Linked DNA regions of Mus musculus: region 2 is linked to region 1. A link is a contact called in public HiCAR-type data. All regions are on one chromosome and are shown on one strand. The core of a region is the stretch at or near the end of the contact, and the rest is flanking DNA. Distances in the headings are between cores, read along the strand shown. Region 1 holds the start of Mettl22 (methyltransferase like 22). Region 2 overlaps Pmm2 (phosphomannomutase 2).

The links. HiCAR-type assays count read pairs that join an accessible place to other places.
Region 2: a HiCAR-type map of embryonic stem cells shows a contact between it and region 1, with 3 times the contacts expected there. The contact joins the enhancer-like site here to the promoter of Mettl22 in region 1. A contact is called at or near these places in 14 of 39 promoter capture datasets (the C10 cell line, the HPC-7 cell line, HPC-7-derived erythroid cells and 11 more), 4 of 484 Hi-C or Micro-C datasets (8-cell embryo, embryonic fibroblasts, germline stem cells and 1 more), 18 of 115 datasets of contacts at active chromatin or transcription factors (the 230-238 cell line, acute myeloid leukemia, craniofacial prominence and 9 more) and 3 of 9 other capture datasets (adipose tissue, liver and pancreatic islet).

Annotation. Positions count from the first base shown.
Region 1 is chr16:8,469,464-8,475,299 of GRCm38.p6, reverse strand. It overlaps Mettl22 (methyltransferase like 22), which reads right to left and starts at 4,487. Exons shown (of 11, transcript NM_146247.1): 1 at 4,435-4,487; 2 at 1,334-1,469. The coding sequence starts at 1,451. It overlaps Gm30012 (a long non-coding RNA gene), which reads left to right and starts at 4,149. Exons shown (of 5, transcript XR_384641.4): 1 at 4,149-4,357; 2 at 5,705-5,757.
Region 2 is chr16:8,653,264-8,658,950 of GRCm38.p6, reverse strand. It overlaps Pmm2 (phosphomannomutase 2), which reads right to left. Exons shown (of 9, transcript NM_016881.3): 8 at 3,263-3,400; 9 at 1,343-2,395. The coding sequence ends at 3,299. It overlaps Carhsp1 (calcium regulated heat stable protein 1), which reads left to right. Exons shown (of 4, transcript NM_025821.2): 4 at 1-364. Among named protein-coding and RNA genes, the nearest start is that of Carhsp1, 16 kb to the left of the region's middle. Within about 2 kb of position 3,165, at least 34 of the 459 cell types and tissues checked have an H3K27ac peak or open chromatin away from gene starts, as enhancers often do. A contact at or near this core is called in 8-cell embryo and embryonic stem cells, where this site is marked.

The DNA.
Region 1 (5,836 bases), core at 3,238-5,737:
TGCTATTGGGCCTTGGTGGAAACTGAACGTTTGACAATAGGACACCAAGTTACTATGCGACCTGAACTACCCATCATGAGCTGGGTACTATCAGACCCTGCAAGTCATAAAGTGGGACGCGCACAGCAGCAGTCTATTATCAAATGGAAGTGGTATATACGTGATCGGGCCAGAGCAGGTCCTGAAGGCACAAGCAAGTTACATGAAGAAGTTGCTCAAATGCCTATGGTTTCTACTCCTGTTACAATGCCATCTGCTGCCAAGCATGCGCCTATAGCCTCATGGGGTGTTCCCTATGATCGACTGACCGAAGAGGAGAAGACTACGGCCTGGTTTACTGATGGCTCTGCACGTTATGCAGGCACCACCCAGAAGTGGACAGCTGCAGCATTACAACCCCTTTCTGGAACAAGTCTGAAAGACACAGGTGAAGGGAAATCTTCACAGTGGGCAGAACTTCGGGCAGTACACATGGTATTACAGTTTGTTTGCAAGAAGAAATGGCCAGATGTACGATTATTCACTGACTCATGGGCTGTAGCCAATGGATTGGCTGGATGGTCAGGCACTTGGAAAGATCACAATTGGAAAATTGGTGAGAAAGACATCTGGGGAAGAAGTATGTGGATAGATCTCTCCAAATGGGCAAAGGATGTGAAGATATTTGTGTCCCATGTAAATGCTCACCAAAAGGTGACTTCAGCCGAGGAGGAGTTCAATAATCAAGTGGATAAGATGACCCGCCTGGGGCCTACAGTCACACAGAGCTCCAACATCATTCCTGCATGACAATGTGGGCTCGCTCACTTCTGCATGTCGGTGGTAGGTCAGGATGTGGTACAGCAGGAAAGCACAGCAGTGCACAGTGAAGGAAGACTTAAGTGACACGAAGAATGAAGTACACCCGAGTCACTAAAGAACACGTAACGTTTGTGGCTTCTAGTTCTAACTGTATCATGGATTTTTGTTTGGTTGGTTTTGGTTTTTTGGGTGGATGGTAAGTGGTTAAAGAGAGAGAGAGAGAGAGAGAACAGTTAATAGCGAAATCATAAAATCCAATGTGAGGCTCCCCAGTGTCAGAATGGCTATTCTGTATAGAAGTATACAAAATGGCTAACTGTACAGAAGTTGGCTGAGACATATAGAAGTTGGCTGGGTCTCATTAAATCTTATAGGTGAATTTTGTTTTCTTTGTCAGTTTTTGCAATGAAGTTTTGATTTAAAAAAGAAGAGGTTTCCCCCAAAAGAAGTATGTAAAAAAAAAAAAAAGAAGAAGAAGATGATAAAGGGCCCCAGCAGGCAGCCAGTTGCTCCACTCAGACCCGGATCTTACCTGGCTGCCCCATGCCATTCAGCCGCACCATGAGGTGCCTCTGGTTGGGGGTGTACAGGTGGACATCTGACAGCACAGTGTCACTTTTGAAGGTGACCTCGTCCATGGCTGGGCCCATGCTATTCCTGGGATGCACCTGAGACAGAAGAACAAGTCCAGGTGGCCAAGGGAAGCCTGGAACATCTTCCTGGATGACACCCTTTATACTGCCCTGCCCCCCCCCCCCCCCCCATGTCTCTTCTGTGGCTGAGGATCCGTCCAAGGCCTTGCACCGGCTTGGCAAGCTCTCCATCACTAAGCTATATCTCAGCCATGTTTTTATTTTGAGACAGACTGGCCTTGACTTATTCTGTATTTCAGACAAGCTTGAGTTTGTGATCTTAGTGGGATAACAGGTCTGTACTACTTGCACTTTTCAAGCAGCCAAGAAAGCTGGGGAAACCGCACGGTAAACATGGTATATCCACCGCTTGGATTGATGGAAAACTAGCACTTTGTTATGTGTAGTTACACAATCTATCTAAGAATATATAACATCTACCTAATAATAGGGAACATCTATCTATGAATAATATAACATCTACCTAATAAAAGACTATCTACTCAATAGTAGAGACCATCTACTTACTACTGAGACCATCTATCTAATAGTAGAGATTGTCTGTTTAATAATAGACACGCAGCTGGGCGGTGGTGGTGTAGATGCTTTTAATTCCAGCACTCAGGCTGAGGCAGAGCTCTGTGGCTCTGAAGTCAGCATGGCCTACAGAGTGAGTTCCAGGACAGCCATGGCTACACAGAGAAACCCTGTCTCGAAATCAAAACAAACAAACAAACAACGCTCCCCAAAATAGAGTCCCTATATATAATAGATCATTTGCCTAATAACAGACTATATTCCTAATAGAGACCACCTACCTAATAATGGAGACTATCAAATAATATATACCCATCTATCTAAGAGACCATCTATCTAATAAGAGACCATATATTTAATAATGTATTATCTAGCAATCATCTATTAATACATATTATCTATCTTATCCAGTAAAGCATATTACCTACTATCTACTATCTATCTATCTATCTATCTATCCATCTATGATTTCTCCTTTGAATTCTCTTAAAAGTGAACTGAAGACAACATGACATTTTACTACTGAATTCTTTCATTACCTGTCTCTGAGGAATACTTTCCTATATAACTATATACTACAATTAGAAACCATATCCAAGCCACAGTGGTTGCAAACAGGAAGGCTTTCCTTCCAACTAACTGTTCTACCTCACCACAGAGCACCAGCGGAAGTCTGACGGGCCTCGAAGCTGGGCAACTAGGTATAAACTCTGGTCCCCCACCTCCCAGCTACAGACCTCGGGGGGAATCACTTTCCTCTCTGGACCTGCTCTATCAGCCATATTGCCACCTTGCAGGAGTGTGGGAGTGGGGTGAGGTGTGGGAAAAGCTCTGAGCAGAGTCTTTGAATTACAACAGGTGTGAAATAGCGGCGACTTCTTTGCCACGAGGTTGGTTTCATGTGTTTGGCCCAAACCTGCCCTTCTCCAGTGCCTACAGGGACAATTCCTACGTGGTTGGTGTGCTTACGGTGAGTCAAACTCTTAGGAGCCTCCATTTGTTTTCAAACTGGAAGATGGAAACGGTTTAATTTTATTATCATAATTCAGATGTCTTCATGCTCTAACTGCCCACAGCTGGAGCTTTGTATATGGATGAGTGCCAGGGAACGGCAATGGCGCCAACCCAGAAAGTTCTTCTCCGAGTTTGCTTTGTTTCCCTCCACAGCATGATAAGCCAGCGAAAACGTAAGCGGGTAAGCAGGTGTGAACTGGGGCTGGGAATGAAACCAATGTGGGATTTCATGTGAATGAAATCAAAGAAGTACTCAGCCTTCAGCAAAACCACTGGCAACAAAAATCAGACATGATTCAGGCAGAGGAAACACAGCCTAGCCCTAACCACCTACTGGTTCGAGGTAGACTGGCTCCCCTAGTTCTGAATGGAAGACAAGATTTGGCTTTTGGTTTTGGTCCAAAAAATCCTCTCTGCCATCTTTGGGAACACTGACCATGAATAAGAGGATAGAATGTGTTGTTATGGTACACAAATTTACACCTCAGAGGATGCATGTTCATTGTTCATTCTGTAAGTGGGAATTATATGAGGACCAAATCGTCTAACATATAGGTGGAAAACAAATTCTCTACTAACCTCTGGTCGACTTCGTCTACTTAAAAGTATGAATGAAGCAGGTTTCCCAGGAAATGTGGCCTGAGAGAGAAGTCCCAGGTCATGAGCCTCCTTTAAGGGTTTCGCCTGGGAATCAGCATTCTGGAAATAGGGAGGCACTGAGGCCTGTGTGAGGATTAAACGTGACAACCGTCCCTTTCAGGGATCATCAGTAACTTGTAAGTAGCTACAGGATCATGTTTATAGAAAAGTGTCCCGGGGAGATGGCTAGAGACCTTGAGACAGTTTCTCTACTTAGAAAATGCATGGTATAGAGAGGTGTCCAGTTTCTCCTAGGTACTGCTGGAAAAGCAGTCCCAGGTTTCATGTTGCAAATTCATTCCGGTAGGGGAGCTGGCAGGTCGTCTAGGCAATTCCGAGACGGCAGAGTTGGATTCCCAAGAATTCTTCAAGGGTTACAGCCACTGTTATTCCCCAAACCAGTCTACCGGGGTGGACAGAACTCCCCTCCTCCCAGGCAGGTGGATGCACACCCACTGGACAATCAAAACTTAGGAGCTGGGAGAGGGAACGCCAGGAAGCTGGAGGGCGCAGGGCTCAGAGGTGCAGGAAAGGGCTGGCCACGCGCGCAGGGCGGCGTCAGCGGCTCCAGGGACCTCCTCCATTAGCGGCCAGTCACTCTGAAGAAGCCAGTCGCTAACCCGGCCTCTCCTTCCCTTCCTAATCCGAGACAGAGTGGGACTGCCTCACCCAGCACGGAAACCGAGACGTCCCATACAGAAAGGGAAACTGAGGCTGAGGGTTCAGACTTCAAGGTCGTGTAAGCTTGGCTCTCAAAGCCAAGATGCTCCCTGGGTTCTTCCCGGTCCCGCCCCCTCTCCCGGGCTCTTACCCGCCATGACACTGGTCTGAAGTCCCACGCGGAACCCTAGCCATGGGGCTCAGGAAGCCGCCATGACGGACAGCTTGCGCAGGCGCGGTCCAAGCGCCGGCTCGGGTCGCGCATGCGCACGCGGCGGCAGCCGCTAGCTAACACCTGATGCTCTCGCTCAGCCCTGTGGCGGCCACTGGAGGCTCAGCTGTCACCTGGTCGGATTGCTCATATGGCCGTCCAGAGTGGGGACGCCTCTGCACTTCGGTGTTTGGAATCCCTCCTGTAAAAAATTTAAATATGGCTAAGAATCTCAGCGGTGTAGAGAGCCCAGCACAAGAAAAAAAAGTTAAATAATTTGCTTTAAGTGTTAGAGTCATTAAAGATCAGAGTCCTAATAAGCTGTATTTAACCATTGTTCCTAAGTATGCCCAGGAAACAATTAATAGGCAAAAGCAGAAGACAAAAACATACAATGACCCACCCAAGTACATGTTTCGGGCACCGATAGGATATTTATGTTTAAGTAGAGTGCTATAGTTATGCATAGCTAAGCAGTCCTGGTCTGGGTATGGTACTGCCCATCATTGCTCCATCCTTTTTTTTTTTTTTTTTTTTTTTTTTTTTTTTTTTGGCTTCAATCTATCCTGCAAGGAGTTTTGAAAAGTTGTAATTCTCTTCCTGGAAGACAGTGACTCATCTGTTTGGTCCCTGGTATTAACCTTTATCTCCTCCCAGCTTGGGACTGTTGGGGAAAATCAAAATTTGGGGGTTGACTGTTTCAATAATCTGATAGCCAAAGGGAGGGGCACAAGTGTGTTACGTTTAGAATATCCTTATTCCGGCAAGGCAGGCAGGCTGGAGGATCACTCAGCCACTAAGTGGTGAGGATTCAAATTGGAGGGTGAGGGATCCGGAGTGTGTTAGCCAGCATGCCCCTTGTTTCTTCCCAGTGTTATGTATACCCTGCGTTTAGCATCCTTACAAGCAATTGGCAGGACTAACGGATCTAGTCATCAAGTCTCCAGTAACGATGATCCCGGATCTTTCTAAGTTGGAGTCTAGCATAAAATGAAATAGGACACAAATATTACACCTTAGGTAAACCTTATCCTGTTCAGAATGCTGAGAATGGTAAGTGCTTAAGGTTGGAGGCTGTATTTAGTCACTTATTTTTGTGGCTGTGATAAATACTCAGGAAAAACCACTTAAGGAAATAATGACTTCTTTTGTCTCATGCTTTCAGAAACCACCTAAGGAAATAATGACTTCTTTTGTCTCATGCTTTCAGAGGTCCAGCATTGCTAGCTCCATTGCTTTGGAACTGTGGGAGCTAGAGCACAGGTAATGGGAGGCCAAGCGCTAGACCCAAAGGCTCAATGACATATTGTCTCCAGCTAGGCTCCACCTCCAGAGGGTTCCA
Region 2 (5,687 bases), core at 1,916-4,415, 180 kb before region 1:
AACCTTCTGATACCCCATTGTTCCTAGTGGCCAATACAGCTTTGCTTTCACTCTGGTATGGTTAGACTTTGGGCAGCACATGGTTGACCTGCTAGTGAGCCCTGTCCCCCACTGAGCTGGCAGACTGGCCTCTGAATTCTTCTGCCCCACAGAACCCTTTGTAAAGGGCTTTTCTTGTATGGTCACTTCAGCCTGTAGACTTATCCCGGAACTGCAAGGTGTTGGGAAAGACCCCTGTGATCAGAGAGTGTCAACTTATAGATAAGGAGGGACCCCAGCATCCAGTGCTGGAGACTGATAGACTCCCAAAGCTAGATGTTTGAGCCCATAAGCCAACTCTTTCTCAATAAAGTTTGTTTTGTGCAAGATGAGGTGACTGTAAAAGGTTGTGTGTGTAGTTCTGGGAGGTCAGGGTGCCTGCCGCTCACATGGCAGACACTCTTACAGTGTGCTTCTAACTGACAAGGTCCCTTTATTATTCCAACACCGGAAGCTGAGTTCTGGAACAGGCTTGTTAATGTGGTGGATTATGGGCAAATGCCCTGTGGTGGTACACGGGATATAGGTAAATGTGAGAAGGGCCTTGGGTTTCCTGTTGCAGATGTTTGAAGGGGGCCTTGAGGCTCTCCAGGGACCATGTGGGGGAGATGGGAGAGGAGGCTACCCCTCATATAGGTCCTGTGGCCCAGCTGCCTTGGAGCAGAGGAACAGCAGGTTGCTGATAGGGTAATGACAACCCAGGGTGGGTGACTTTACCAAGGGATGGGGCTTTTGATGTTTCTGTGATTCTCCCAGTGGTTGGGGAAATAGCCAGCCCATCAGGCCTGTTCCGGTAAAGGCCAGGTGATGAGATGATCACATAAATCAGTCTTGGGTTTCTCCAAGCTGATTGGTGTGCTGTGATGGTAGGTGTGCCCCGCATGGGGTAAGGAAGAGGAAAGTGGTTAAGTGCTACTGTGCATGCCTAGGCTGTGCCTAGGAACTAACATAAGAACTTTGCTCTTCAGTACCTCTATCTTCCCACCAACATGGCTGGGATACCATGCAGAACCTCTACATGGGAACCAAATATTTTGTTAATTTCCTGTTAGTTCAGGCTTTCTTGGGGCTTCCTAAAAGCTGGTGATCTCAGCCCTGGCTGGGCAGCTGTTGCAGGACTGACACCCTCTTCTACAGCCTTGCGGTGCTTAGTATAGCCTCTGCTTGCTTCTTGTGATGTAGTCTTTATCCAACTTTCTGGGTTTTTTTTTTTTTTTCTTTTTTCCAAGTCCTTTGCAATCCCTACTTGGTAGGTTTGCACTCTTGACAGGTAGGCAGAGCTTGCTTTGAGCCACAGTTGTTTAGCACAAGTCCTTGGACCTGGGCAGCCACACTGCCCCATCAGCAAGATCATACATGTATGATTCGGCCACAATCATGTACTGCCTGGAGAGCAGAGGCCCTTTATTAGGTGGGAGAGTTGAATGAAGACAGTGGGGCAGGGGGGTTCTGTGATAGCCACTGTAGGAACTGGCAAGGCCTGGAGTCCACCTGGCACAGTGGGAGACACTGGACCTGCAGGTAGAACACAGCATCTGGGCTGGCTTGGAACTGCTACAGCCAGGACAGCTAGGGGCTCCAGCATTACTGGAGCCAAGTGGGGAAAGCAGCTCTCAGAAGCCAAGTTCTCTGCCAACCTGGGGTAGACACCCTTTTGACACTGAGGGTTAAAGTGACCAGACTGAGAAGTGAGGTATGGTGCTGTCCCTTCAGTGGGCTTCACAGCACTGCCATAAAACCCAAGGATGCCACAGGGTGAGGACCTGGCATTCTGCTGTGGGTGTGGACAGAGTAGGGGCAGCCAAGGGTAGGGCAGTGGAGACATATGGTGGTTGGGCACTGGGAAGCTGCCTGGGAAGTGTTCTTGGAAGGCTGTCCCCGAGCTTCTGGAGGACACACGTGCACTCTCCAAGAAGAGGCTGGAGAGCACCCCTGCTGCTGTGGCCTTAGGTACTGCGTCTGCTACCTAGGTTGGTCAGCCTGGGGGTTAAAGAGGACTGCAGTGAGGTGCTGCTTTGCTGGGTCCTCTGTCCTCCCCTCCTGCGGTGACAGGAAAGCAGTCTGGCTTTAAGATATAGCAAATAGAGATGGCCAGCCAGGCCAGTGCAAGTGTAAACTGTGGGATCAGTTGTCACTTGGTCAGCTATCTGTCAGGCAGCAGGCCACACTGTCGTCTGTGGCTCACAGAGGGGAAGCTGGCTTGAAAACAGAAACATTAACCCTTTGACAGAATAGTGGTGTTCCTTCCTGCCTCAGCCTCCACCACAGGTTGCAGACGGAGCATGTCACAGAAGTCTTCAGTTCTATCCCAGGTGGGTAACTCTGGGTGGCTGCTCTCTTTCATCATCAGATGCCCCTGTTTGGTGGTAAGATATGGGTGTGAGCACTGATGGTTGCAGGTTTTCATTAGACCTTAGCAGGTGTGGGTGCATGTAATCTGCATTTGTAAGGCAGAGGCAGGAAGACCCTGAGCTCAAGGTCGTCCAATGGGTCCACACAGCAGGGTCTGGGGCAGCCACAGCTACACAGTGAGACCATGTTTCAAAATAGAATCCTGGGCTGGAGAGATGGCTCAGTGGTTAAAAGCACCCTCTGTTCTTCCAGAGGTCCTGAGTTCAATTCCCAGCAACCACATGGTGGCTCACAGATGGTATCTGTAATGGGATCTGGTGCCCTCTTCTGGTGTGTCTGAAGTCAGCTACAGTGTACTCACATACATAAAATAAATAAATAAATCTTTAAAAAAAAAAGGAAAAGAAAAAGAAACCCCCCCACCCACCAGAACCCACACTTTAAATTCCCCAAAGCATAAGGGACCCAGGTATATTCTTGTTTTTCCCTCTATCATATGGTAAGAAACTTTCACAGAGCAGCATGTATCCTCTCAGCTCGCTCTTACACCATGGGTGGGGAGAAACATCAGGTAGGAGTTACTTCTGTCTCTGAGGTCCCTGAGTCGTAGGCTGGGACCCATGCGAGGCAAGCGTCCCCAACCCAGAGCCACCAATCTTTTTGTTTTGTTTGAGACATGGTCTCATTCTGCCTCAGCTTCCTGAGCACAGATTACACACGAGCCACCACACCCAGCCACCACACCCAGCCACAGCCATCTCTGATAAACTCTCTCCCTTGGGGCTGCTGCTGGTACTGCATGAAGGTGTGGCTCATTGGCAAGCACAGCAAGCTGACCTCTGGCACTAAGTGACCCCTGCCCCTGAGTGACCTTTCAGTGTTGTTGGTCAGTCCGGCACTCCTCGGGTCAAGGGAAGAGCCCCTCACAGATCCTGCGTGTGTCTTCGGGGGCCGTCACTGTGTAGCCCACAGTTCTGGGGTCTGTGAAGATCTCATGGTCATTGCCACCCTGCAGAGAAACAACAGAAGCAGTGGGCTAGGCCTTGTCTTGCTCTATGGCTACTGCAACCCTGACGCTCCCATCTTAGAGAGGTTTCTGCACTTAATCTTCCCTTGGTTTCCAAGGCTGACATTTTAGCAGCAATGAGCAAGTTGTCTAACCTTCTTGTGAACTGCAATCGAGCTCAGAAAAGGTAATTATGCTCACGATCGTCATCAGGCTGCCTTTGTGAAGATCTGTCTAAGGCTCGTTTTTTCTTGTGAAAAGACAGTAAATGACAGTATCTCACAGCTATCAATTTGTCTTTGTGCCCACACTTCTTCTGCAAGTCACAGGAGCGTTGGTGGGTAGGCAGCCTAGAGTGGGGCTGCTTATGCCCTGTGACAATGAACATGGCTGCTCAGTCTGCCCACTGCCACTGGCCACATAGGACAACTGAGCACTTGAAGTGTGGCCAGTAAGAGAGGGAAGTGAATTGAGTTATTCAATTGTGTGGTATGTGTGTTTATGCATGCATAGGCGGAGGTTGACTGCGTGTCTTTCTCAGTTGTCTCCATCTTCTTGAGACAGGTCTTTCACTGAGCCAGCTAGATTACCTGGCTAGAGAGTCCTAGATCTACTCGTCTCTGCCTCTCCAGTGACCATAAACCATCTCCCCGGCTCTGAGCTTATTCTACCATCATCATGAGCACCAGCATCAGCATCTTGAGGAAGTTAGGCTTCATAACCAGGCTAGTCTCAAATTTAAGAGCTCTGCTTTAGCCTCCCTAGGGCTGGGATTACAGACACAGGCCACTGTCATGACACTGCAATGGCCCAGTAACAGTATCCGAGCAGACAGGAAGAAAGAAGGCAGGGTGGGGACTACAAAGTAGGCAGCAGTCTGAGTGAGTCCAGCAGCAGGTAGAGAGATCTGCACAGGAGTCTCAGAGGAAGTCTCAAGTGGGATGGGCGTCTGTAAGCACAGGACCTCTGTAGAAAGCACACAGCAGGCACTTGGAAGCATCCACTGCAAAACACACAGGGACTGACTTCATATCCCGCCTCGGCCCTTACCATCTGAGCGTCAGTCAGCAAACCAATCCCTCTTACTCCTTTCAAAACTGGAAAGAGTAAGAGTTACTGCCCTAAACTTGCCCTAAACCTTGGATTCTATGAACAGCAAAATGTCCTGGTTGAATCAGCGCAGGCAGTGACTGCCCACTGTGAGGCTGTGCCCGGAGCACCCCTCTCCTGAGAACCACATGCAGAGCGAGAGCTGCAGCTGGCTGCACATTCTTTCACTTTTGCAGACCTCCTCCCCCCCATGTGATCAACCCTGCCTCTTTAGAGCAGGGGAATGGCTTTAAACTGACATAGCTCAGCTATAAACCAGAATACAAAAGAGAACAAGCTGTGTGTGTGCATGTGTGAGAGAGTGAAAGAGAGAGAGAGAAGAGGAGAGACAGAGAAAGAGAGATGAGAAAGAGGAAAGAGAGGAGAGAGACAGAGAGGAAAGAGATGAGAAAGAGAGAAGAGAGACAGGGAGGAGGAATACGAGACAGAATCCCATTACTTAGCTCAGGTTGACTTCCAACATGCAATTCTCCAGTCTCTGCCTCCCAAGTGTTAGGATTATAGGAATATACCACCACACCTGGATTCACTTAATAAAAACATGATTCAAAGCAGTGGTAATGCAAGAGGTAAACCGAGTAGCAAACCCTCGAGTCCTATCAGCTTCATTGCATTTTCATCTGCGAAGTTCCAGCAAGGCGTCTAGATGGCATTCCCATACCACATGGGGCTGGGTCGTGATTGCAGAGAAGCCTGTTGTGTGAACATTCTGGGAGAATGGTTGTGCTGTTATTCTACCCTCAGAACAAGGCTGCTTTGCTTCAGAGCTGGCTGGCTTGGAGCACTGTCACAGCTCCTTGGACTAGGTCTATTATCTGGTCAGAGAGCTACATTGTTGTGAAAAACTGGACACGTTTAAGCAGACGCAGACATCTGATCCCAGCTATTCTGATAACCAGTTCCCCAAAGAAACAAACTCAATGCTGTCCTACCTGATAAGACCCGCACCACCTGGGCAACGTGACAGACAGACACACACACTAGCAGAATCTTTACTGCAGCCTACCTAACAGACGCTGCTACTGCCCTCCTCTCTGCTGAATTTATTCATGGCTCACGGAGCTCACTCATGTAAAGACTTCCGAGGACCAGATCGCTAGTCTTTTGGATCTATACTCAGCAGTGTGATTCCTGGATCATAAGAGGTTCTATTTTTGGATTTTTGAAGACCACTCTATAT